Linked DNA regions of Mus musculus: all the other regions are linked to region 6. The links are chromatin contacts, called in public Hi-C and promoter capture Hi-C maps. All regions are on one chromosome and are shown on one strand. The core of a region is the stretch at or near the end of the contact, and the rest is flanking DNA. Distances in the headings are between cores, read along the strand shown.

Region 1 (4,633 bases), core at 1,381-3,880, 1.0 Mb before region 6:
AAAAAAAAAAAAAAAGAGCTTCCTTATTCCTCCTGCTAAATGGACCTCTGGCAGTTTTATTCTAACTAAAGCTAAATGAATTCTTTAAGAGGATGACTTTTTCCTTAGGAGCCCTCAAAGGAAGTTCTTGACATCACAGGACAGCAACAAGTCTTAGGATAAATAATATCCACCCATCAAACGCCAGCTGCGGTGACAGTCTGGGTTATTTCTAGCAAACCTTTCCTTCATAGAAAGCTCTTTGTCATCCCTGCTTGCAAGCACTAGGCTAGCATGAGCACCTCTCCCACCCCAAGCCCCTCACAGCATCCGTAGGAATTATCCTTAGTGCCTTGGTAGCTTGGATCTGTTTGGTGACAAGCAGCAAAGGTCTTCCCCCAAAGTGTGTCTTTTGTTCTCAATGATGCAGGCTGGTGAGAGGCTTGAGGTCATACAGAGACCAAGCACACCTGGCCAGTTACTCACAGAGCCTCCACCCCCACCCCGCCCCACCCCGCCCGACTGATAGCCCTTCGTGGCCCGCACAGCCTACTCGCCGCCTTTGATGCTCTCGTCCAGCTTTTCGCTGTCTCAGTGATTATGGCTTGACTTCCTCCCTGAAAACACTGGCCCAACTCTTCTCACCGTTAGCCCCTTCATGTGATGGTGAAGCTGACTGGATAAGGGACAGTGAGAGAGTTCCCACAGCACACACCCGAGCATGTTTGTGAGGGCATTTTTAGAGATGGTTAGATCATAGGAACTCTGACCTATCCAGATTGAACAAAGAAACTGGGGGGAGGGTGCAGGGGAAGATGGGGGTGCAGGTGAGGATCGGGGTGCAGTACGGGGTTAACTGGAGAAAGTGTGCCAACAGAAGCAAGCTTAGCTTGTGAAAGATATACCTAAACTCTTCCCTTCTGTCATCCTTCTCTTTCCTGTCGCCATGCAGTGAGCAGCCTTTGCCAGGCTTCCACTACTGTGAGTCTCTGCCTGGCCTCAGGCCCGAAAAACCACTTGCTCTGTGTTCTCCCTTTGGGGGTTTTAATAATCTGGGCAACATTCCAATGCAAGGGACCCCACACCTTAGCAAGCACGCCAACTGCCTTGGGTCTCTCTATGTCACCCAATGTTCCACTGGCCAAAGTAAGCAGAGGACATTAACAGAGGCATTTTCTTTGGCCATTCTGCTAACAGTAAAAAGGCTCTTAAAGAGCAAAGAACTGAGAATGATAATTCAGTCTACCACATGGTGGACAGTGGAGGTGGCCCATGGGACAAATACCAAGCTCTAAATTTCACCATTAGCCAAATGACAGCTCTTAGGGTGAACCATGAGAACAAGCCAATGGTTTCTACTTCAGGATCCTGCCCTGACTTCCCTCAAAGATGGACCTGCAGATGTAAGATGAAATAAACCCTTTCTTCCTTTGCGTTGTGCTTATCACAGGAGCAGAAGAGAACTAGAGGAGGCCTAGAGAGGGCTAAGAAACAAGTGCAAGGTCCCAGGGGTCTGAAAGGGGGTGGGTGACTTTATACAGAGCCACTTGGGACTGAGCTAAGAAGCCTGGAGCTAAGGGGAGCACGGATATAGAAAACGAGACCCTTGAAATACAAGATGAGAGGCGTCCCTCAAGCTCAGCATAGTCTACCACCCCCACACAGAGGCAAGACCAGTGCTCTCCCCAGAGAGCTTTTCTCAGCAGCCCCAGGACCTCCCGTCTCCTCAGGGTCATGTCACTTGGCCTGTCTGATGACTCTCCAGACCTTCACATTTCTGTCACCACATCTGGTGTCCCACAGAAGGTGTGGCTATGCTTTAATTAGGGGTCATTTCTTGGGGGCTGAAGAAGTTGGTTGGGTAGGACTTATGGTAATGGTATATCAGTTTGTTATGGTAAGGCCGACTTGTGGGGTGGGGTGTTCATCAGTAAAAATCTATTGTCTCACAATGTGGGAGACCATAAGTCCAAGATTAAGGTGCTGGCCGAGGGCTTTCCTCTGAGGGCTGTGAGGACAGTCGGTTCCACATCCCTCCCTGGCCATCTGTGGTTTCTTGGCCATCTGTGCTGCAGGCATCCTCCTCTTCTGTTTTTATGTCATACAATGTTCTCCCTGAGTGTGTGTTTCTGAGACCCCAAATCCCACTACAATAAAGACACGGTCACATCAGCGGCCCACCCTATCCTAATGGGACCTCTTCCTACTAATTATATCGTCAAGGACCCTGCTCTTAAATATGGACATGTTCTGTGGACCTGGAGGCAGGGTCCAGATTGTGAGAAATGAATTTTGAGGAGAAAAAAATGTAACTCAAAAAGAGAGCAAGATCCTAGTATGTAATTTCTAAGTTCCAACTCTCTCTGTCCCTCCCTGACACGCACACAGGCTCGTGCGCGCGCGCGCGCGCGCACACACACACACACACACACACACACACACACACACACACACACACACACAGACCTGCAAAAGAAACAGCACAAAGCATCATTTCTGGCTCTGGTAAGGTGCCAAAGCTCTCACAGCCTGCCATTCTCCTGAAGTCTTATCGCCAGAGCACAGCAAGGAAAGGAAGCTGCTCTGGCAGGCGCAACACTGCCAACCAACTCCCTGCTAGGGTGACTCACTGGCAGAACACACTTCGAAAATGCTCGAGGGGTGGAGAGCCAGCTCATCAGTGTGGTACTATCCTTGAGGAAGCATACATGTGAGAGCCAAGAGGAGGACCGTGCCCTTCCCCTGGATCACAGTTCCCCCTTCCATTTAGCTCTCTGCAGCTCGGGCTAGACTGCTTCCTGGAGTTCCAGAGTACCAGAGGGCAGAGGCGGACAGGGTGGTGTGGGCAGGGTCAGGAGAAGGAGCACTGCCTCAACTCAAGTTCACACCTTAGCTCCCTACTCACTTGCAGTATGCACTTGGTCTAAGTAGTCTTTAGTTCTTCATCGAGAAAGTGGGCCAGAAGAGCACAAGGTCCTGGGGTGAAGGGGGAGGGGTTAGAACAGAGCAGAACCACGTGAATGGGACAAAGGTCCCTGACACCAAGCTTGAACCCCAGAATGTTCTCTCCCTATAAAGTCCTTATGGTCCCTCCCAAAGCCCTGACTGGTCACCATGACCTGGGACTAGAATACGAAACCACTGGAGCCTCCTTGAGAGGAGGCTCTCCCTCCAGCCTCACCTGAGGCCGCTGGTGGGCCTCAATTCCTTCCTGGCTTTACGTCAGAGTCCTTCCTCGGCTCCCTGTCCCAGCAGTCTCTGCAACACTGCAACTCACAACATGGAAAGTGGCTTTTGTCAGAGCAAGCAACACAGAGTGAGAGGGAAGGGCTATCTATTCATGGCCTGTTCCTAGAAATGACACCCAACCTGTTTGCTGAATTTCTTTTGCTTAAAACCAGGTCATAATTTGTACATATGTTCTCACACAGCAGTATTCACAATAGTCAAAGGGGGGAGGGGCCAAACGTGTTTGCTGACAGAGAAATCAAACGTGATATATCAACAATAAAATGGAATATTATTCAGTCTTTCACAGGAAGGAAATTGCCTACATGTTATAAAATAGATGAACTTGATGACATGCTAAGTTGAACTAAGCATCTTACAATAAAGTCACGATATTTGATTCTCCTCTACAAGTCCCCAAAACCTCCAAAGCAACCAAGATAGAAAGTGGAAAAGCAGTTACCAGGGTTATGGGGTGGAGCAGAGAGGGAACACTTTTTTTCTTTGTTTCTTAAGTGCATTCAGAATTTCAAGATGTGAAAGTTCTAGCAATTGGCTGCATAATGGAAAGAGTAATTTCTGCCACTGAACTTTAAAAAGTACTTTCAAAAGTTAAGATAGTCAATTTTATGCATTTTTCTAGACAGGAGGGAGGGAGGGACTAGTCAAACCATCCAGATCACAGACAAAGAGGTGGGATTACACACAGGCACAAGTGTCAGAAGGTGTCATCACTAGACACCAAAGCCACATTCAGGTAGAATTTTCAAGGTCACCTGAATGATGTTCACGCCCATCATCTGCATAGCAGCTGCTGCTGTATCTAAGATACACAGTATCCTAGATCCCAAGCATAGGACAGTCACAGTGATGCTGCCCAAAGGTACCCTCTGAAAGGACCTACAGCAGACTATGCTGTCAATCAATGAAGCCCTGACAAAACCTGACCCCACCACAAAGTCACTGCAATGCACTCTGATGGCCACCCTGGCTCCAGCTCCTCACAGAGGATCCATGATGGGATGGAGGCTGGCTTCAACCTACTCAGAGGAGGAGAAAAGCATTTTGAACAACCCATGTTCTTACCTTGAAGTCATATTTATTCATTTCTTCTAAATAAACAATGTAAAATATATTTTTTTCCCACATCAACTGATGTTTCAGGACACAGAGTCAACTGAGCCGACTTCCCAGAGCATTGTAACCAATGATGATGCCATAAGACATGAGTGTGCATTATGTGCAGTCAAGAAGTCTCTGAGATGCTTCAGGGAGACACTGTATGGAGCCCTGGTAGTTCACATTTAGAGCGCACAAAGTGCACTCTTGAGTAATCCAGGCTCATTTGAGCAGGGAGAGAACCTAGGAGGGATGCAGAAACACAGGCTGGCCAAGGGAACTCATATCCAAGACTCTCATCTTGTAC
Region 2 (4,155 bases), core at 40-2,539, 1.2 Mb before region 6:
GGCCTAGATTGGCAGAATAACATATCCAAGGGGACAGGGATGAGGAGTAGAAATGACAGGATCAGATGGGTCTATAGGCTCTCTCTATGTATTCAGCTAATCATTGTACTAGTTAGTGTAAATCAGGATGATAAAGTTGAACTTGGGCCAAGGCTGGCCAGCAAAGGCCCTTCATGCCTTCTGAGCCTGCTGAAAATCCAAAGTCTGCTAATGGTCCACAAGCACTTATTGAGCAGACAATACCTTGTGGTATTTTTTTCTGTCATCAATTTTTTTTTTTTACTAATATAGAGTTTTAAATATATTGCACTAAAAATCCTGGGGGAGATGGCTTGGTTAGTATACTGTGTGGCACATAAGCAAGAGAACACTTGAAAGCCAGGTACAGCTTTGTATTTATAACCTCAAGTCTGGGGAAGGGGACGGGGATAGACAAACCTCTGGAGCTCATTATCTCGGGAAGGGGACAGGGATAGGCGCTCATTGGTCAGCCAGTTTACCCCAACCAAAGAGCCCTAGGTTTAGAGAGAGACCCTGTCTCAAAAATAACATGGAGACCAATCAAAGAGGACACCAACTCAGATCTTAAGTCTCTATATGCACATACATATATACACACTTGCATGTGCACACGCTCACAAGAACACATATTTATACCACATGCACATGCATACATGCATCTATTATATAATTGGAATAATAATTATTCTGGTTACTGAATTTTCTGGCGCTCCCCTAAATCTGGGTTCAAGACAAGTATCTCACTTGACCTGCTGAACCGTACAAGGTAGACACACAGGAAGTAAACTACCGGACATGTTTAGATGGGGACACTGAGACTTGAAAGGTATATCAGGAAATATACCCAAGCTCACGGTGCAGGTATCTGAAGCTGGATTCAGTCCCAAGCCTCTCAGACCCCACAGCAACTTTTCTTTTCTCCCCACCCCCCTCAAGCTTCCTTAGGGCCTTTCTCCACCCAGACTCACTGGATCCCATACCCTAAAGGAAGACTGCAGCCCAAGGTCAAGAGCTTTGACTGCCCCAGACACCCCCTGGCAGTTTCCTGGATTTAGCCTATGTGGCAGAACCTGTGGTTCACAGAGCGTGGTGACTGTTCTCTGGCCTGCAGCAGCCAGGGGATGAGAAGGAGAGGCTGTCTCAACATACAGAACTCTGAGGCCCTGAGGGAGGAGCTGTTCCGCCTTCCCTGAGGTTGGACTGAAGGTGCCTAGGTAACCCCTCTATTTCCTTCTCCCTCTCCCAGCCCCCAGCAGCAGCAGCTTGTGGGAGAATACAAGCCTCAGTTCTTTGTCTCTTCTGTCGTGGGTTTCCCAGCTATCCTCTGCAAAGCCACATAATTTGTGGGATGGTAGCAGTGTAGACATTCTTTCAGGGAGCTGATTTGTTTTGCTTCTGTTTAGGGCCTCAGCTGGGTGTTTAATGTTGCCTAGGAAACCATGGATCTTGGGGAGACTGGAAAAAGGCCCAGTTTCTTCCCCATCCCTTACTAGCATACTATGTCTTAGCTCTAGCTGAGGGTCAGAGGGGTCCAGAGCTCTCTGCAGGGTCCACTTTCATTCAATGTCAGGAGCTTGGGATATATTAAAACAACAACACTTTGCTAGCCCACTGGAAAAGGCTCAAACATAGGACCTGGTAGCCACATTTGTCCAAAATATAAGCCATTCCCCTCATTATCAGGATGATTAATAGCCATCATTTCATCTGAGAGCCCTAGGTCACTTTCAGGAATCTTTGTCACCATCTCTCAAGGTAATGCCACCTCAGCTCCAAAGATTGGCATTACATGTCTTTAGAGGTCCAGGATTTGGCCTCTATCTGGAAAACATGTTCAAGCCAGGAAGCCTTTCAAAGAGATATAGTGAAGCTTCCGATTGATTTCGGACCTTGAAACACAAAGTCTGAAGGATGTGTTGGCTCTGTCACTGTGAATGCTCAGCCCAGGAGGGCCGGCCTGAATGTTTAAGGAAGCAGAAGAAATAACATTGAGGTGATATTTCATTTGGCTGTGTACAGTCATCTATGGACACATAACAGGTTGCCTCAGAACTTAATGACTCAAAAGGAACATATTTATTATCTCATGGTGTACTGGCTGGTTTTGTGTGTCAACTTGATACAAGCTGGAGTTATCACAGAGAAAGGAGCTTCAGTTGAGGGAATGCCTCCATGAGATCCAGCTGTAAGGCATTTTCTCAATTAGTGATTAAGTGGGGAGGGCCCCTTGTGGGTGGTGCCATCTCTGGGCTGGTAGCCTTGGGTTCTATAAGAGAGCAGTCTGAGCAATCCAGGGGAAGCAAGCCAGTAAGTAATGTCCCTCCATGGCCTCAGCATCTATAAGAGAGCAGGCTGAGCAAGCCAGGGGAAGCAAGCCAGTAAAGAACATCCCTCCATGGCCTCTGCATCAGCTCCTGCTTCCTGACCTGCTTGAGTTCCAATCCTGACTTCCTTTGGTGATGAACAGCAGTATGGAAGTGTAAGCTGAATAAACCCTTTCCTCCCCAACTTGATTCTTGGTCGTGATGTTTTGTGCAGGAATAGAAACCCTGACTAAGCCACATGGTAATTGTCAATCAGGAATCCAGATAGTTCAATCAGGACTTCTGTCTCAGGTCTCTCAAAGGCTAAAATCAAGGTGGCAGCCACATCTGAAGACTTTTGGGGAATATTTTCATTCATGTGACACTTAGATTCCATTTCCAACAGTCGTTTACAGGTTACCCACAACTCCTTGCCAGACAGCTCTGTCCTTCAGATATATATAATGCAAGAAGAGAGACAGATAGAGACAGAGAGACACACAGAGAGATAGAGACAGACAGAGAGAGAGAACCAACTAGTCAGAGGGCATTGCCCTTTGACCCAATCATGAAGTGATACCCCATGACTTTTTCTATATTCTACTGATTAGGAGCGAGTCATGAGTCCATCCTACATCCAAAGAGAAGGGCATGCACAGTGCCATGGATATTAGGATCTGGGAAGCACTGGGGTCATGTCAGAATCTACTCCCTGTAGCCTGTTTGGACTGAGGAGACCCCATCTAAAACTGTGCCTCAATCTTTTGGAGATGGCCAAATACTTGCTGGGAATTCTTTATCCTTGGTGGCCCTGCTAGACAGTTCACGACCGTGGCCATAATGGGTTGGAGCATGGTGGGGTGACTGAAGGAAAAGAAATCAGATGGAATGCTCAGAGAAAGACCCAGGTTAATGACTTATTTTAAAAAATGGTCAAGGCATTAATAGGCATATGAAAGTCCACACAACAGGCACATACCCTGTCTTCATGGGGCACGATAGAAAGGAGTATTGCTCTGCACAGAGCAAAAGCAATAGGCAATGGCTAGGAAGACCAGGAGCTAGGAAGGTCAGAAGTCACCATAGTAAAACATTCATCTTAAGGAAGTGAGAAGAGGGAGAAGGTGGCTCCTCTTCAGTGTGGGAGGAGTAGAGGAAGAAGTAAGGCATAGCTGTGGGAAGCCTGGGCGTAAGAGGAAGCGAGCACTTGCTCTACTCGGAATCAGCTTAGCATCCTATAAAGGCAAGCTACTGTAGAGCTAAGAAGAGCTCAGAGTGACCTAACTTGAATCTCATGACCACTACTGAAGCAAGGGCATGGACCAGCCACCTCTGTGTTCCCTACTAGACTAGAGGAGGAGGGTCAGGGAGCCAGGATCAGCTTCATTTAGATCAGTGTAAATGACCAGTGGTAGTGGTACCTTCTATCCGTAGGTTATTCTGTCACAGGACATTTATTCTTGATAGCGGTACCTTCTAACCATGGGATACTTGTTCTCCTAAATGGCCTTTCTGCTTGGTGCACATGTAGGCAATATTCCCTTTGTCTTTTTGTTCTCCCCTCCCCATTCTTTTGGCAATGGTAGGAATTGAACCTAGGTTCTCGAGGGGGTTAGACAAGCACTGTACCACAGAGCTATAGCCCTAAGTGATCTTCTGAGCACACAGAGCACATTCTATCCCCTGGGCCAGTTGCTTGACTATAAACAAGATGCATATCTCCATTTCTATCTTATTTAACCCTGCATAAAGCTACATTTCCAAAAGTTTTCAAATTGACATTTTTCCTTACAATTGATCGTCATCATCATCATCATTATTATTATTATTA
Region 3 (4,288 bases), core at 802-3,301, 1.1 Mb before region 6:
GCACCACATGTGAATGCCAAAAAAAAAAAAAAAAAAAAAAAGAGCAGCAGATGCCCTGGAACTGCAATATACGGAGTTGTGAGCTGCCAGGTAGGCACTAGGAACTGAACTCAGGTCCTCTAGGATGAGCAGCCGATGCTCTTAACCGCTGAGCCATCTCTCCAGCCTCATCTGTGAGTTATTTATACCAACTTCTGGTGTTATCTCTTGATGACAACATTTATAGTTTACAACTTCCCTTCCCTATAGGCCAATTACAACACTGAGCAAAAAAAAAATACTGTAATTCATGGGATCTCTCAGTATGGGAAGTTGCAGAGGTCGGGCTTGAATCCAAGTCCACCAGTGTTGCAGATCCTGAAGACCTTTGCCACAGCGCACAGGGGCTTTGCTGGCCAGGGAAACTGCAAGAGGCCTGAGCTGACTTTAGCGAGAAAAGCCATGGAGGTAGAAAGGCCTGAATAAGGTGGAAGTGTCATGGAAGCTTTTGAAGAAAGTGGGTCTTATTCCACGCCAGTTCTTAAGTGATACTTTAAAGAGGACTTTGGGGGAGGGGACTATGACAGTAAGCAGCAGGCAGAGGCAGCAGCGACTTACGTGGAAGAGAAAAGAAGGTTCCTGCTTGGACACAGTAGATAGAGAAAAGGCAAGAGGTAGTGGTACCGGGTCTTAAATAACAGGCTGTAGAATTTAGTCTTATAACCCCAGAGCGTTCCCCAGCAGGGATGGGCAGGGATAAAAGCAATATTTGGGAGTAAAACTCTCTGATGGCTGAATGTGACATGAGTTCTAGCAGAAAGAGAGTGGCCAGGCAAGAAGGAAGTGGACCCCAAAGGAGACACAGGGTATGGAGGTTTTAAAGCAAGGAAGTAACAATTTTCTGCCCAACCCAGTTGCCACTGGGCGCAGATGCTGGGATCAGAAACACATGCACATCAGCTCACAGGATGTTCACCACAACCCCAGGGATGCAGCCTCACCCCATTTTAAAGAAGAAAGAACAGAGGCTTGCTAAGTATCAAGTTGGGCCTATGAATGCAGTTTGGTCTGGTTGCACAGTCAATGCTCAGAGGCACCAGACAGAGATCGTAGTGGGAGCTCTGCAGTCTTGGTAGCTGGCCACAAGCCTGAGACCTCATCTAGGAAAGGGGGCGCTGCTAATCCACCACAGGGTGCCAGGCAGCTGGTTTAGGAAACACAGTCTGCATTTGCAGCTTGGAGAGGACTGTGTTGCCACCCACACCCCTGGATTGAATCCCAGCCGTCTGAGAGAGCAGGAGAAAAGAGAATCGATCCTATCTGGCTCCTCAGATAGGCACCATGTGGCTTTGCTTTGAAGACCTGGGTTACATTATAGCTTAGCCCACAAAGGGCCCTTGTGATGCCTGCATGTGACCCGGACCCATTGGGATGGCACCTCTGCCGCCTCCTCAGCTTTGTGGTTGACCAAAATGTTCAGAATAAGATTTTTCAATAAATGGCTCATTCTGCAGTTACTCTGCAGAGAAAAAAAAAGTCAGGTCACAGGCTTCTGAAATGTCACCCCTGCATCTGTCCTTCCACTGCTGCAGAGGCTCCAAAGCCGAGAGCTGGGTGCAGAGAGGTTCGGCGCGCCCAGACCATCTGTTGCATGGCTGAGAATACTTGAAAGAGCCGTTTCTCGCACAGCTCAGTGTGCGCGTGGCCTCAGCCTGTGGCCCTGGCTCTCACCAGCGCATTTTTGGGATTCTTTTTTTTTTTTTTTTTAAACAAGTCACATGTGTGCACAATTTAAAGAGACTAAGAGCTGTGTGGAGCTTGATGAAAGTTAACAACATTCTCTGACTCTCTCTAGAAGCAAACATTTCCCCCAATTTTAGTGAGATGGATCTTAGGCTGTCTCTAAGTACTTAGCTTATATTGCTTCTCTTTGATTCACCCTTGTTAGGAATTACCCACTGTCTCCCCACTGTGGAAGATGAGGATTTAGCTGACACTCATCACCATCCCTGCCCTCGGCATGCGCATGCTCCTTAAGTTCCTGGTTACATATACTCTTGATACCCATTGCTTTTGTTATCTCTGGCAAGGAGGCATTATGAGTGACTCATAGTCTAGTAGTATAGCTTCAAGACTTTACTTCTGGGAGAACATTTTTTTTTAGTATCCTATGTATCTCTCATGAATCCAGAGGCAACCTCGCCTCCAGCTTTGTCAGCCTCCTCTGCTGTGTACTTTAAGCCGTTACGTGTCAATCAAGTGAAATTCCCAGGAAAAGTTGTACCTACATTAGACACCGCAGGACTGACTGTTTACAATTTCAATGATCATGGAGATTTGGAATGTTCTAGGCACAAAGTCAAAGTATACTGGGTATGTTTAGCTCACCTAGAGAGCCATGTATTGCCTACCTCTGTGTGTGACTAAGATCCTTGTGACTATTGCATAAATCCATTTGGAATTTATGAACAGACCCCAGTCTTCCAAAAGCCCAAAGCTAAATTGCGATTAGCCCGGCTTGCTGTCTAACTGCCTCCTTGATGGTCCACCGGTGTATTTAAAGGATATCCAGAGAGCTGGAGAGACTACTCAGTGGGAAATGCACTGGCAGCTAGTCTAGAGCAGTGGCTTTTAACCTGTGTGGGTCGTGACCCCTCTGGAGTAGTAGAAGGACCCTTATGAAGAGGTAGCCTAAGACCAAGGGAAAACACAGATAATTACATTTATGTTCCATAATAGTAGCAAAATTACACTAATAAATTAGCAACAACATAATTTTATGGTTGTGGGTCATCACAGCATAAGGAACCCTATTAAAGGGTCACAGCGTTTAGAAAGATTAGGAAGCACTGTTCTAGAGGACTATGGCTCAACTCCCAGCACCCACATGGTGGCTCAGGAATTCCATGACTCTAAAGATCTGATGCCCTCTTCTAGCCTTCAGAGGTACCATGTGCACGCACACATGTAAAATACCTAAATGTGTAAAAAAGTTGTTCTGAGTTACGATTACTGCCAAACTATAAAATCATCATGAAACTGATACCTTGTTGGAATGTGGTATTTGTAGCAGCCTGGATCTGTGTTTCTGGGCCATGGCTACTTATTATAATTGGCTCAAGAATCACTTATCTTTTATTCACTTTGTTGTGAGAACTGGTGTGTGTGTGTGTGTGTGTGTACATAAATATCCCATCAATTGCTTTACACAGGAACCTACCCCTAGCTCTGGACCTGGGATCCCACAGACCTGCTGCCCAGCATCCACCCTGGTTGTCCCTGTCCGCTCCACCTAGTTTTGAACCTCCAGATCCCCATGCCCAGTAGCTCTCGCTTCATTTACACCCGCAGTTTTAGTAGATCTTTGGAGGGCCTCTTTCTATCATTTCTGAGAAGCTCTTTATTGCATAGCATCTAAGACAGAAGTCTTTGCTTGGGGCCGATCTTATACCCAATGTTGTTAAAATGCATGGTGCCATTTGAGTTTTGTATCTTCTCCATACCTGTTTCTTACTTATGCTTTTGCTCTTTAATGTCCTCTCCAGACACTTTTGGGTTTCTGTCTTCCCGTCGGGGCTCTGAAGTTTCATGACGATGTGCTTAGCATGGTTTATGGCCATTCCCTTTCTAGCTAAAAAGCACTGTTCTTTTAGTTTGCGGGAAATGGTTTTCAATTGCTTTCTAGAATTTCCTGTTATTTGGATGTAAATCTACTAACCAGGTCCTTGGTTTCTCTTATGTTTCTCTCTTATTTCCTATGCCTATGAGATCTTGTACTTTCTGGAACATAATTTCAAATTGGTCCCCAGAACTTTTACTATGCTAAAATCTCTCTGAGTTAAAAAGGAAGAGAGCATCGTGCTTTTATTGCAACTTTGCAGTTATCTCTTAGAGCTTCAGTTTCTGGTCTATGTCTTTCAAGATGTTATTCTCTCTCTCTCTCTCTCTCTCTCTCTCTCTCTCTCTCTCTCTCTCTCACTCACTCACTCTGTGTGTGTGTGTCCTGCCCATGTGTGTGGAGTGTATGTGCAGGTTTTTCACACAAATGTCTGCTATCTCTTACTTGTTTATTTACTTCTCAGCCTGACTCTCCCTCCTCTCCTCCCATCCACTCTTCCTCTTTCTATTCACAAAAGGGCAGGCCTCCCATGGGTAGCAACCAGCCCTGGCATATCATGTTGCAGTAAGACCAGGCACCTCCTCTCCTATTAAGGTTAAAAGAGGCTCAGTAGGAGGACAGGGTCCCAAAGGCAGGCAACAGAGGCATGGACAGGCCCTGCTCCCTCTGTTAGGAGTCCTACCAAGCTGT
Region 4 (4,103 bases), core at 823-3,322, 1.5 Mb after region 6:
CAGTGAGCTTGAGGCCAGCATGGACTACATAGGTTGAACTCTGTCTCAAAACAAAAACAAAACAACAACAAGAAAAAAAAAATCAAAAACCGAAACAACAAAAAGACAACACCCCCAACATGTAACATAAAACCTAGAGATAGCATAAACCAGCCTGCCTCCATTTTAGACTTGAAAGCCATCTTATAATAAAGACAAGCCATTCCTGTTTAAGATTGGATCTTTGTTTCTCACGGATTGGGCTATGCCTCACCTATTATTTTAACTACTAATGGTTTTATATGGCCTATTCCAGGAAATGGCAACCGCACCTTTGTTTCAGGGGGTAGTTCTGATCACCTGGCAACCGCACCTTTGTTTCAGGGGTTAGTTCTGATCACCTGGCAACCGCACCTTTGTTTCAGAAGTGTATTGTGCTCACCTGCTGTTATGATCACCTTCTTTTGACCACCTTGTTATTATCACCTGGCAGCCATGACTTTGTTTCAGGTTATGACCAGCTTGTTATGTTCTGCTTCGTAGCCTCTCTTATTTGCCTGCAAAATCTTCCATTTGACAACTCTCTACTCTTGAACTATAAACACCTGTATCTTCCCCACATCCAAGGCTGATCTCTTGGACCCAGACCTTAGAGACAGCCTGTGTGCATGAAAAAAAAAAAAAAAAAAAAAAGTCTTGCTTTAATTAACTTGATCATGATTTGGGTTGGTGGTCTTTCTCCTTGCATCTGTGACATTAACAATAACCTCTTTAAATGTTTTGATGAATACACGCACGCATAGGCGTGCACACACACATGCACACATATATACACATAAGCTATTTTATATTTCTGGCTTAATTTTGTGGCTATTTTTAGATTTATATATTTATCTTGTGAGTGCCTGTGTGTTTGTAAGTGCAGGAGTTTGCAAGCCATAGTGCATGTGTGGAGGTCAAGGAATAACTTCCTGGAGTCGGTTCTATCCTGTCAACTCATTGGATGCCAGGATCAAACTCAAGTTTTTTGGCCATCACGGCAAGCACCTCCACTCTTTGAACCATCCTGGCTCATTGTGGATATTTTTCTAAGTCAGTCACATCAGCAACAGTTTAAAAGAGTAACGCCCCATTGAGGGAGACTTCTGAAATATTCAGACTCCATTATCAAATGTTGCAGTGACTCAATATATGTACATTTGATTCATGCATCTATTTGCTTAAAAAGATATATGCATCTCATTGTATGGCCCTCGTCCGTGGGCTCTACACACCAGGCTGCCCTCAGAGATCCATCCAGCCTCTGTCTCCCGAGTACTGTGATTAAAGACTTGTGCCACCACCGCTCAATAACCTCCTGGTTACTCGTAAGCCAAATAAGAGCTTTTACCTTTTAAGTTAAATCTTAGCTGCTGTTGCTATTCCTATCTTTAGGCAAGGAAACAGAGACGCAGATAATGCAAATTGCCCAGTCTACTCCTCTATAGTAGGTGAGAAGTCTGGATGCAAAGCAACATTCCTTCGCCACTATCAACGCAATTTTGCAGATAAGAGATCGTGGTGAGACGCTAAACTAAAATCCCCGGTCTAATAGTGAACGGTGACAGCAAAAGTAAAAAAAAAAAAACAAAAAACAAAAAAACAAAAAAACAAAAAAACAAAAAACAGACTTGATGTGTTCCTCTCCTCCCCAAGAAAAGAAAACGTACAGAACGCGTTAGTAGACTCCTTATTCCCGAAACACGAGAGGTATTCACTAACTCTCAACGCTATTCCCTAAAATGGTCAGTTTGCCTGTACAGAGCGGATTGGCAGTCAGGCTTCAGCAGGGAGGAGCTCGGCTCTGCAACTCAGTCGTGAAATTCCAAGAAGCGCGGGAGCTCCCAGGCCAATCGGGTGGATCTTTCCGGCCGGCCTCGGAAATCTGGACAGCGGCGTCATCAGTTCCGGGCGTGACGTTAGCTCACGCACTGAGCCCGCCCTCTGGGAGCGCTCTGCGCTTGTGCACCTCCAATAATCCGGGAGTTAAGCCTCAGCCCCGCCCACTGTCCCGGAAGTGAATACGGAAGCGCCTCACACCCCCTCTGCCGGCTGGGGCGCAGCCATTTTAATTCAAATCTGAGTGGGCGGCGGCGGCGGCGGCGGCGGCAGCGGATTTGGCGGCGGCTTTGGCTCTGAGGGACAGGGGTAGTGTTCCTGGTTTTGGTGGGGTTTGCCTTTAGTTTAATTTTCCTTTTCTAGCTTCCCTTTGCCGGCTGGTGCGTACGTTGTAGTCCCCCGAGGCCATGTCAGGAGACGCAGCCGCGGAGCAGGTGAGGAACGGGAGCGGTGGGGCCTCGTGGCGACCTCTTCTCTCTCTAGCCCTGTGGGTGCGAGCACCCCGTTCGCGTGAGCAAGGGCCCTGAAGAGCTAGTGAGCCCGGGGATCGGGAGCGCATCCCCCGAAGTCTCCCAGGTTTGGGCTTCTCTGTGGCGTTCGTACGAATAAGTATGGGACTTAGACAATGGCAGAGACGTCGCTTCGCCCTGGCCATTGCAGTTTCTTCGGTCGGGACGGTGTATTTCATACCACTTTAGTGTTCCGGTAGTCCCAGATTGTTCTAACGTGTATCTGCGCTGGCAGTGTTTTCCTCGTCTGCCCCCCAGTCCTCTGTCCCCAGAAATAACGAAATCAGTCTGGAAAATTCGGCCCCCGAGAGAGCGAAGGTAAAAAGAGCCACGGCTCTTCCGAGCTTTGGGGGAATTTTGTGGATTCGCTTTCTTCCCCTCTCGTTTAGGAACACTTTATTTTTGCTTTTACGACCACGCAAACATTGCAGAATTTGGTAAACTGAAAACTCGAAATGTGCTTTAGTCACTGTAGGCACCATCTGTTTGGATGGTTAGATATGAATGATACATAAGTATTTTACAAATGGGACTTTTAGATAGGAGATCTCACCCTTTTGCTGTTTGGCTGTTTGTTTGTTTTGGATAGGTTTTCACAGTGTAGCCCTGACTAGGCAGGACCTTCTGACAGGATTGCTTCCTTGGCCTCCAGGCGTCCATCTCCATGTTTGGTTCTTTTGCTCTTTTATATCCTAAATTTTGTAGGCTAGTGTTTGGCTTTTACTGTAAAAAACAAAACTGAGTTTTTGAAAGGTGTGTGTTTTGATCTTGATCCACGTATATTTAGTTTTAAAAGAAAACAAAGTCCTAAATTTCTTATTGCTATAGCAATGAAATACGCTTGTATTTTTATTTCTTTTCTTTTTCCCAAATCCCCAGCTAATAAAATAGAAATTATTGGAGGTTGACAGATGAGGTAAAATAGGACTGTATGTTAATGAAGTGTAGGCAAATTAGAACTTAATTACTTTGGTGACTGAAACGCTTGAGGACCAATTTAATTCCAAGTCTTGGCAGTGCTTTTGCATTTTATCTAAAGTCAGGGTGCCCACGAATGCAGTGTCTTTGAACTATTTTTCTAAAACTGTTTATTTTACTCTACTCTTACCGGGCTGGCATTTTTATTTTCTGAAAGTGAAGGAGTGGTGTTGAGGTTTCATTGGATGTGTCTGAAATTCACTGTTTTATATAAATTTGTAAAGACAAAAATTTGCCATGCTTTTGTTTTAGAACTATGCGGGTTTTAGTTTTTGTTGTGGGTCATCCTGCTCCACCCCAGCTAGAGGTTGAACCCCGGGCCTTATGCATGCAGGGAAGCAATCAACCACTGAGTTAAAAGCCTTAGTAACACAGTGTGTGATGTTTTCTATGAGAACTGTGATGAGACTTTATAAACCTCCATTCTCCAAACCCCTTTTATTTTGACAGTTGCCCCTATGTAGGCCTGGCTGGCATGGAACTTGCTACATAGACCAGTCTGGCTTTGAACCTCTGCCTTGCTGAGTGCTAGGAGTAAAGATGGTACATGCACATCTAGCCTTTTTTTTTTCTTTTTTAATCTAGGAGTACTGTGCAACTCAGGCAGGTCTTGAACTCATTGCAATCTTTCAGCTTCAGCATCTGTAACAGGCATTCCTCCTTTGAATTTTATTGTGCAGTTTACAACAAAAGTTGAAGGGAAAACTCATGAACACTCATTATAATTTTCACCAAATCCAGCAGGGTTACAGGTTTTGT
Region 5 (4,366 bases), core at 1,410-3,909, 1.7 Mb after region 6:
ACCTCCTGTTAAGTGATGAAAATGCATTTTAGGAGCAAGCAAAGACATAAAGTAGAACGTTAGATCCCATGTCAGTAACAGGTGAATGCCATGACCATCTGTCCGTTTCTGAGTAAGTTACAGGAAACAAGGTGGCAGACAGGCTAATTCTTTATGGATAAATATCTGTATTACATCATCACAGCTAGTGTTCATTTGTACCTTCCAAAGAAACTGCCACAAAAGGGAAACAAAAACATTCAACTGATACATGAATTACGAAACAGCTTTTCTAAATGTTGTAAAAATATGATTAAGCTTTTGAAATGCCCAATCTTTAAGGACTCTGAAGGCACAGTCCGGCTATAGTACTTTGGATATAACTGAAATCAGAGGACATTTGCCTGGCTTGAAGAAAAGTAATGCACAATTAAGAAGTGTGAGCAGCCCTGTACAGATGGCCTAATCCTAACACAACATGTTAACAAAGCAGGTTTTATGGGGGAGGGGAAAAGCCTGCATTATCTACGCTATAATTTAGCTGACCACACCCCTCCAAAATGTTTTAAAGCAAGGGGTTAGGGAGTGGATCTAAGGACCAGCAACATCCAAAACAATAACAAAAATCTTTTAAACTTGTTTTCAAACATGCTTAGGTAGTTATTCAGAGTTAGACTGATAACATTTGGAAAATATGGCCAGTCAGCTTTTGCTTTTTGCCTCAGAGGTATTCTGCTCAAACAAATAACAGACAATAACTAGGCAGGATTTCAGTGTTATTTACCAAAAAGAAAAAATATTTGAGATATAAGAAATGCTACGCATTACCCATCATTGCTGATCTCTGGAGAGAAAAAATTGTAAGTCATATAGATAATGTAACTGTTCTCTGTAAAATGATAAACTACCACCAAAAATAACCAAGGAAGGGTCTAATATTCTTCCTAAAAATTCTTCAAAATGTTTTATTTACAATAACACGACACTATAGCTATTTCTGTAAGACCTCAGCGTCTCCAGTTAGCTCGAAACTGGAAAAATCACTTTCTTTTTAAAAATCCGGGCTCTTTTTAAACAAAAGATTTTTCTGAGGTTTATAATTACTCTTTTATTGAAGCATTATTATTTTTCTTTCTTTCATAATAACTCCGAGACTATCTAAGACAAAGACTAGTTAATTCTTTACACATCTATTCTAAATCATGAATGCGGCACTTTCATAAAAACAAAGGTAATTAGAATGTGTAAAGTGAAATAAAAAGTTCACTCGTGTCGTTTAAATCGTTTAGAAACCTGGTGAGATCACATAGGTACAAGGCTTCCTGTTGGTAGCTGAGGATGAAGTCATTACCAGCCAGGATTTCCCTGTTCTTGGGTCAGAAGCTATACCTACTAGATCGAGTATTGTTTAGGGGAGGCGGTTTTTAAAAAGTACCCCGCTCCCAAAGCCAGACCACGCCTTCCAGTTATCATTCGAATGTGACCATTTCAAAGTGTAGTACTGCTACACATTTCTCGCGAGCTTAAATAGCAAACAGGAGTCCCCATTTTGGGGTCTACTGCCCATGCTGGAGAGCCGCACTATACAATGAAGTGGAGACGGAGAAGCATGCTTTGGGTCTTCGACCTCTAGAGCCTTCTTTGACCACCAGCCCTCAACGCTTCCCAAAACTCAGTCACCCCCAGACACTGAAAGCCAAGAGGGAATCTTGACTTCCTGCCGTTGTTAAAAGCAGAGGAAACCCAAAAGCAACTTTGAACGCGTGGAACACTACATCACTATAAACATATGTCACCCAGCCCCTGCTTTGCATTCGTGTCCCGCCCTGGGGGTTCTCTTGCAGCCCAGTCATCCCAGGACCCCCAGTGTCAGCGACACGGCCCCGCTCCTCGTCATGCCCTGCCACCGCCCTCACCTTCACACTGCCGAAGCCCCCAACACCACATTGTCGGCCACCCAGATTCCAATACAATGGAATGTCACTGCCCAGGACTCCGCGGCGCCCCTTTAGGCCTCCCCGCGGAGTCAGTCCCGGTTCCCCAGATACCGAGGTCAGCCCGGAGCTTAAACTTTACCATGTGGGAGTCCAGCACCGAGAGGTGACTGCGCCCCTCCATCCCACCCAACCTTCCCTTTCTGCCCCACGCCCCGACCCGCCCCAGGAGCGAATCCTGCACCATGCGCCCCCTCCCAGCCGGGACCACCCGCCAGGAGTTGTCCACCGCCTCTCCCGGGAGCAAAGAAGGGCGCCTCGAAGGCTCCCCACCCGGCCTGGGCCCCCGAGAGGGGCGGGCACAGGCCCCGGCGCATCCGCGGCCTTTCCTGGCCCAGTGAGACCCCGCGCCCACCCTCTCTACCTGGCCTTGAGGCTGGGACTGCTGCCGCTGCAGCTGGGGCTGGAGGCGGCGGCCGGGACCCGGGCTTCGTAGGCCCAGGCGGGGGCAGCGGGCTGCGTGGCGGCGCTGGCGGGGGGCGCGGGAGGCTCAGCGAAGCCCGCGGGCGCGTAGTGCGCGTCCATGGCGGGGGCTGAGGCGGCGGGGGCGGGCGGGAGGCGCGGGGAGGAAGAGGCGGTGGCGGGAGCTGCCCCTCACATGGCGCGGCCGGGGGGCGGGGGCGCCTGGGCGGGGGAACCGGGCTGCGGCGGGCGGGCCTCGGCTCGGACGTCAGGAGAGCGGCGGCGCCTGCGGCCGGGACGCGAGGCGGCCACAGCGCCCGCAGCCCGGGCGCCCCATGTTGTTGGATTTCCCAGGATGCACCTCCCGCGCCCTCCGCCCGCTCGTCGCCCCGCCCCCCTCGGCGCCCCGCGCTGCTGGCTGCGGATTCGGGAGCCGGGCCGGACGAGGGCTGCTCCGTGGACGCCCTAGCGGTGAAGAGAAGGCCTACGCGCCGGAGCACCCGCATGGGTGCGGACAGGAGAGGGCTTGCCAGCACTGTGCCTGGAGTTCGTTACTCTGCGCTCCCGGGTTCTTTGAAGGAACTCAAACACTCGATTCCCGCTTGTGATTTCTTTCTCTGCGCCCCAAACCACAGACAAGGGACTGTTGCTTTGCAGTACTCGCTTCCTGCCCAAAGTTTGCTGGGCTTAGAGGATCTGGTTCCTGCTTCCTGGGGGAGATTTCTATTCAAATTGATTCAAATTCAAACGAATTTTGCAGCCCTAGCTGAATGGGCCTTTCCCAGGGGCACTTATTAACTGTCCCCACCCCCCACCTTGGGGATTTTCTTACTCTGGAGTTCAGAATCTTCTATCCCAAGATAAATACCGCCTCATCATTGATTAGTCCAACTACCATCTGGATGACTTTAATTACAATACATTCGAACTCACTATGCACTTTGTTGGGGCTCTCTGCTCAAGATGTTTAATCTCTGCAAGACTCTACCCAAACATTGCCTTATCGGACTTCTAAGCTGTGTGGTGTGAGTAATTTGATGACTTTGAGGTCGTGCCTACCCGAACTGTTTCTCCTTATGAGTAATGAAATTCAGGGATCATATGAATCGTTTGGCTTGTGATCCATAAGTTGAAAGTTAAAACTAACCGTGAAGCTTAGATTTAATGACTATCTCTCCTTTTAAAAAAAATCAATATTGGCTTAACACCTATCACGTGCTTAGCAAAGAGATCTCTCAAGATAAAGACTAGCACAAAGGTTTAAGCCAATCAGACAGGCGTAACGGAAGACCTAATAGAGCTGATACTCTCTATCTCTGGTGACTATCTAAACTTCTGTAATACCTGCCATTAGATCTGCCATCCCCTCCGAGACTGATTTTGTTCTGAGACTATGTTTTCCTCCTGGCGCCTTCATTCTTTTGTTTCTATGCTGTTTTTAGTGAAAAACCTTCTGCACCTGTGACTCTTGCAGCCTGGTCCCCCGGTGGGGAAGAAAAGAAAGTAGTGGTAATTTACAAATGAATTCGAAGGTGTGGACGCAGTAGACCTTTCCAGTTTTATGTTAATCTCATTAAGCATTTACCTAGGATATCTTTGGAAAGTGGTTTTCCTTGAGGAAGGAATTTGCCAAATCTCAGATCCAGCTGAGAAGTACGGCAAATATCCTCCTCCCTCTACAACATTTACTTCCAGCAGACTGGTGATCTGGAGTCTAAATGAAGCAAGTCTTCACAACTAGCTAATATATTTATAAGTACTTTTGTGAGCACTAAATTTTTGTCTCTGTGGAACGTGTGGGAAACGGAGTGGTATGCTGTAAATGTTTTATAGAATTTAGTTGGAGATACAACCAGTATTGAAGGGTGAGTTTACAGATTAAATCCAAACAAGTGGCAGTAAAACCTTTATAGTCTTTACAACAGTATGCAGTTTGTTTATACCACAGAAATCAGAGAAAAGACATTAAGGAAAAATTGTAGTAATTTGAA
Region 6 (4,647 bases), core at 2,147-4,646:
TGAAAAGAATGAGTAGAAGTGATTGCAAAACACAAGCAACGTTCCACCTTGACGCCTGGGGTAATGCTTAATACCTTAGTAAAATCCAAGTCTCTGGCTCACGAAGTGGCTTGACAAGTAAAAGAGCTTTCAGCCAAGAATGGTGGCCTGAGTTCAGTCCCTGGAACCCAATGATGGAAGGAGAGAACTGAATCCCACAAGTTGTCCTCTGACCTTCAATACATGCTGTGGCACTCCTATCCCTACCCAAATAAAAGAATAGTAAAAAAAAAAAATATAATCCAAATCTTGTCTTTTCTAAAAGCATAACAACAGAGAATTCCAATGCTGTGTCATTCTGTGATTAACACTGTGGCTTCTGGAGTCCCTGCTGTGCCTTCAGGCTGGAGGACTGCCACTTTTTCCTCTGCACACATCTTGCCTCATCATGGACTTACTTCCTAGGGTACACTGCATATACCACTGAAAACCTGTCTTCACTGTTAATCTCTCACAAGTAGTCTATAAATACTGTAAAAAAAAAAAGATGTCAAATAATTCAGGATTGCATATACAGAATTAAATATGACTGTATATCTGAATGGGCCATGTGACAGAATTCTGAGAATGTGTTTTGGTCAGGAGATCACACTTTGTAAGTAGGCTGTCACGTGCCCACTCTCTGATAGACATTTGTTCCTTTACGAAATCAGGCAAGAGATAAGTAACACTGCTTTCTCAATAAACATTTCAGTTGAAAAACTGAAAGAAGGGATTTGTTAAGCATAAATACACAGAGCACTGATTAGTGCACTTAAAACACAGCTGCAAGGCTTCACTTTTCTGAACTTTTGTAGTTTTACACAAATAAACAGCAATAATACCGAAGTTTTAGATCGTTAGAACTCAATAAAAAATTCTAAGAAGTGTTAAGCACACAGCCCATGCCATAACTCCCAAAGGCAGCCAACAAATCCCCTTTAGGGAAAACAAAACAAGAGTACTTCCAAATTTACAGATTTTAAAATCCTACATAAGTATGTGAAAGAGAAGTGGGTTCACTAAATGCACCTAATTCAGTCTCTGATGATACAAAAACCAGCTTAGTTTTATTAAAGTACGAGGATGAAAAAAAAAAAAAAAAAAAGAAAGCCAACCCTCTAAGTTCATGTTTTCTAAAATAATTAATGTATTCAAGTAGCTTAACAAAATCGTATTGGTAAGAGTTGGTAGAAAGATTCGGGCTCCACATGTAGCATAATGCCTCTATTGGAGGTCTCTGTCATAATGTCCGAAATCTACAAATATGCTATCTCACAGAACAAGACAGAATTAAGATGAACGTGGATGGAGGTTGTTATCAACTGATCCTGAGATGGGGAAAAATCCATTATCCTGCTGGGCCCAACATAGCAACAAGACTTCATCCTCTCGATGGAAGCGAGGTAGGAGGAAGTGTGGAGAGATACAAGTGTGCTCAATACTAGACTCGCTGTTACTGAGCTGGAGGAGAGACAGGAACTAAGAGCCCACAAATCTGAGAAGGCTTTGGATGGAAAAAAAAAAGCAAAAACAAACAAACAAACAAACAAACTAAAACAAAACAAAACAAGGAAACAGATTGCCTACTAGAACCTCCAAAGAAGACAATCCTGGCTAGACGCCTTGACTTTAGCCTAGTGAGATTCATTTTATACTTCTGACCCCAAAAGCTTTAAGACAATGAATGTGTACTTTAAGTGGATAGTGGGTAGTGATAATAAAACTACTCAGTTTGCCTTGGGATTCAGCACCATCTTCCTACAAATGATGCCGACAGACAAGGTGTTCAAGGTATCTACCCGGAGGTAGAGGATAAGTCCAGGTAAAATGCCAAGACTTAGCAGATGAAAACTATCCATGTGAATTTCTAAAGGCAGAAGCAGCTGACTCTAAGAAAAATCTTGGAAACTACTCATTTTTTGTGTCTAAGAACACACACTCTTTCCTTTTTAAACAGAGTTTAGGAAATTCACACTCTCAAAAAGACCTCACAAGCAAGGATAGGCCATTTCACAGGTATTTTTCCCAATCTAAGCTTTCATATTCCTCGATGTTTTGAGGCAGGGAGTCTCAAAAGTGTGCTCCATTAAACTCACAACAGTATAAGGTGCAGATTCCTGAGTCAGAGTTTCTGCTAAGTGTAGGCAAGTTCAGTTTTAACAAATGAGGACCAGGCAGAGAAAATATTATATACTATACAGTTAAAGACAATATCCAGGAAGTATTTATTAAACATTACTCCAAAAATGACTTAGGTAAATTGTCCCTATTAGCCCCTCTTTAGAAATCTCAGCACACGGATTTTATTGTTTTTCTTTTTCTTTTTTTTTGTTTTGTTTTGTGGCCTCAGACAGCTCAGAAAGTGTGGGCTAGGCCTACTGTACCAGGTGGTGGTAAGAATGATTACTTAAATGTCTAATGGTTTCTAAAACTGTTTTCTGTGCCCCCATCCTAACCCCCAGCCCATATTCATACACGTAAGGAAGAATAATGCCAGGTCTGCCATTTTATATGCTGTATGTTAAATAACGGAAGGACAGTGGGTATATCTCCGAGTTCAATATCACTGCTTAAGAACAATTTTATGTAATAGGCTGTATGAATTTCATGCCACATATTTTACTTGAAACATTCTAGCAATGTCTGTGATTCTGTATTTTCTAAGTTAAGTCTTGTATGCTGCATACATTAAGTGCAGTAAGATTTAAAGTTTTCCAATAGGGACAGGTCCTTTGAATGAATCAGTATGGGTAATAGTGGCTTTGAATGTATGGGCAGCTATATTACATTAGAGAGGAATGGTAAAATTAAAGAAATTTGACATGTGATTGATAAGGGTCTAAAATAGAGGGATTTAAAACAGACCCTCCCTAGGTGACATCGAAATTTCTCAAATTCTAAAGCAAGGTCACAGAGAAGCCATGTAGCCCTGAAGGCAGGCCAAGGACGGAACCATGCTCTCCCAAGTCTGAAGACAGTTCTTTTGCCGCATGCCATAGGCTAAGTCAGCAGGCCCGTTTCTGGGGGAGGTTGAAAGGAACAGGAAGAGTCCGCACTTAACCTCACAAACCGTGTCCCCAATCAAGAAAGCCCCTGACCCAGGCCCCATTGCTCAGCTAAAGAGAGAAGTGGAGCGAGCGCAAGCCACTCACCCTGCAGCAGCTGAGTACTGTGAAACCACCTCCAACTTGCTCCACGGTCGACAGGCCAAGCAGCAGCACCCTGAGCCAGTCCCAGGCTTCGACGGCTGCTAAATCCCAGAAGGTACCGAAGCAGCGGCTGGTTACAGTGAAGCCTCCAGGAGGCCGCCATCTTCCCGGCTTTCTCCGGGAAAGCTCGCAAGTCAACTAGATTGGCGGCCTCAAGGCCCGTCCAGGCCCCGCCTTGCATGGGCTGGCCCCGCCCACAGCGCACGCTCCCCGCCTTGGACTGGAGGACTAGTCCTTCTAACACCGCCTCCAACCTTCACGGGCACGCCCACCGGCCGGTTTGCGCCGCCGCAGATTCTCCAAAGGGACGAGGTCCCCCTCAGACTCCGCCTCTCACTCTTGCTCCGCCCCCAGGCTGCCCGCTCTGTCGCCTAATAGCGTTCTGCCGGCCGCTCAGACTTGGAACGAGCGCGGGACAGATAACGGAGCAGAGTCAGAACCATGTCTGGCTGTCAAGCTCAAGGAGACTGTTGCTCGCGGCCGTGTGGCGCGCAGGTAAGGACGGCGGTCTACAGCAGGCGAGGTGGGGTCACGGGCCGCGGGGTGGGGCTTCGGCCAGGAGCTCTAGGCGGCTAATTCCTAACCCAGTCCGCGAAAGTCAGAGGCCCCTCTGTGCTAGTAGGACTGCTCTACCGGAATTGTCAGGCACCCCAAAGGGCACTCTTTTGGGCAGTTGTCCTTGCCTATCTTACTTGACGTTATGAGGTGGGAGCTCTTGGAAATGATTCTTCTTTAAGGAAAATGGGCCCTGGGGCAACATGGGTTTTCTTTCAGTTAAACAGGACGCAGGCTTATGAAATGCCTTCTAGTGCTAAGAAAATGGTGAACTAGCGAACTAGAAGAATAAACAGCTTCGATACTAACTGATAAGCCCTGCAGAAGACTCAGGGGAAGTCCACAAAATTATATCTTTACTAACCTTTCGTCTAGCCAAGGGGTCTCAATTTAAAATAAAACAGGAAATATTTAATGCAGAGCATCTGAACTATTATTGTCTTGGAATAAGTGGCTTTTCACAAATTCTTTATAAACCTTGAAATTAGGCACGACTGAAAGGGAGATTTTGCATATAGGACACAGGTCCCTGGTGGCCATCCCTATATATGGAGAACGAGGAAAGTAGAAGCAATGTATCAGAATCAAGGTGCATTGATAGCAGACATGTTTGTCATCCCTTATTAGTAAATCTTGGTGACGGTCATCATAGAAATACAGATTTTTTTTTCATACTAAGTGTTGTGCCAGATCAGCAAAATAACCTGTGATTCAAGAGCTGTGATTGAATTTATCAAGACAGAAAATAGCCACATACAAAAAAGAAGCTGAAGATGTTTTTCAAGTATAGAAGGAGAAGTGGGTGGTTTCAGATGGTGATTTGTCAAAGACTTTTGAATACCTAGCATTTTAGATTGGCCCA

What was found. Promoter capture Hi-C pulls out the DNA fragments that hold promoters and counts their contacts. Hi-C and Micro-C count contacts between places; a contact is called where the count stands out from the background. Capture Hi-C pulls out chosen DNA fragments and counts their contacts.
Region 1: a contact with region 6 is called in a Hi-C map of cortical neurons, with 2.6 times the contacts expected there. The contact joins the enhancer-like site here to the promoter of Pdhx in region 6. A contact is called at or near these places in 6 of 39 promoter capture datasets (the C10 cell line, cranial neural crest, frontonasal cranial neural crest and 3 more), 2 of 484 Hi-C or Micro-C datasets (the G1E-ER4 cell line and cortical neurons) and 3 of 115 datasets of contacts at active chromatin or transcription factors (astrocytes, fibro-adipogenic progenitors and large pre-B cells).
Region 2: a contact with region 6 is called in a promoter capture Hi-C map of hippocampal neurons, with 4 times the contacts expected there. The contact joins the enhancer-like site here to the promoter of Pdhx in region 6. A contact is called at or near these places in 8 of 39 promoter capture datasets (the 3T3-L1 cell line, 3T3-L1-derived adipocytes, the C10 cell line and 5 more) and 1 of 9 other capture datasets (embryonic stem cells).
Region 3: a contact with region 6 is called in a promoter capture Hi-C map of hippocampal neurons, with 4 times the contacts expected there. The contact joins the enhancer-like site here to the promoter of Pdhx in region 6. A contact is called at or near these places in 6 of 39 promoter capture datasets (the 3T3-L1 cell line, 3T3-L1-derived adipocytes, the C10 cell line and 3 more), 1 of 15 datasets of contacts at CTCF or cohesin (large pre-B cells), 1 of 484 Hi-C or Micro-C datasets (CD4 T cells), 2 of 115 datasets of contacts at active chromatin or transcription factors (astrocytes and epiblast stem cells) and 2 of 9 other capture datasets (adipose tissue and liver).
Region 4: a contact with region 6 is called in a promoter capture Hi-C map of liver, with 4 times the contacts expected there. The contact joins the promoter of Cstf3 here to the promoter of Pdhx in region 6. A contact is called at or near these places in 1 of 484 Hi-C or Micro-C datasets (CD4 T cells) and 2 of 9 other capture datasets (liver and pancreatic islet).
Region 5: a contact with region 6 is called in a promoter capture Hi-C map of liver, with 2.7 times the contacts expected there. The contact joins the promoter of 2310047K21Rik here to the promoter of Pdhx in region 6. A contact is called at or near these places in 2 of 39 promoter capture datasets (liver and pre-B cells) and 1 of 484 Hi-C or Micro-C datasets (muscle stem cells).

Annotation. Positions count from the first base shown.
Region 1 is chr2:102,050,506-102,055,138 of GRCm38.p6, forward strand. The region is part of intron 4 of Ldlrad3 (low density lipoprotein receptor class A domain containing 3); the gene reads right to left. Among named protein-coding and RNA genes, the nearest start is that of Gm39888, 61 kb to the left of the region's middle. Within about 2 kb of position 2,631, at least 94 of the 459 cell types and tissues checked have an H3K27ac peak or open chromatin away from gene starts, as enhancers often do. A contact at or near this core is called in cortical neurons and hippocampal neurons, where this site is marked.
Region 2 is chr2:101,918,997-101,923,151 of GRCm38.p6, forward strand. No RefSeq gene overlaps it. Among named protein-coding and RNA genes, the nearest start is that of Commd9, 35 kb to the left of the region's middle. Within about 2 kb of position 1,290, at least 16 of the 459 cell types and tissues checked have an H3K27ac peak or open chromatin away from gene starts, as enhancers often do. A contact at or near this core is called in hippocampal neurons, where this site is marked.
Region 3 is chr2:101,981,995-101,986,282 of GRCm38.p6, forward strand. All of the region lies in intron 4 of Ldlrad3 (low density lipoprotein receptor class A domain containing 3), which reads right to left. Among named protein-coding and RNA genes, the nearest start is that of Gm39888, 7.8 kb to the right of the region's middle. Within about 2 kb of position 2,052, at least 103 of the 459 cell types and tissues checked have an H3K27ac peak or open chromatin away from gene starts, as enhancers often do. A contact at or near this core is called in 3T3-L1-derived adipocytes, astrocytes and hippocampal neurons, where this site is marked.
Region 4 is chr2:104,588,412-104,592,514 of GRCm38.p6, forward strand. Cstf3 (cleavage stimulation factor, 3' pre-RNA, subunit 3) reads left to right here and starts at 2,073. Exons shown (of 21, transcript NM_145529.3): 1 at 2,073-2,291. The coding sequence starts at 2,265.
Region 5 is chr2:104,814,263-104,818,628 of GRCm38.p6, forward strand. 2310047K21Rik (a long non-coding RNA gene) reads left to right here and starts at 2,660. Exons shown (of 3, transcript XR_003953885.1): 1 at 2,660-4,240. Qser1 (glutamine and serine rich 1) reads right to left here and starts at 2,434. Exons shown (of 12, transcript NM_001123327.2): 1 at 2,338-2,434.
Region 6 is chr2:103,070,117-103,074,763 of GRCm38.p6, forward strand. Pdhx (pyruvate dehydrogenase complex, component X) reads right to left here and starts at 3,397. Exons shown (of 11, transcript NM_175094.5): 1 at 3,174-3,397. The coding sequence starts at 3,333. Apip (APAF1 interacting protein) reads left to right here and starts at 3,559. Exons shown (of 7, transcript NM_019735.4): 1 at 3,559-3,725. The coding sequence starts at 3,672.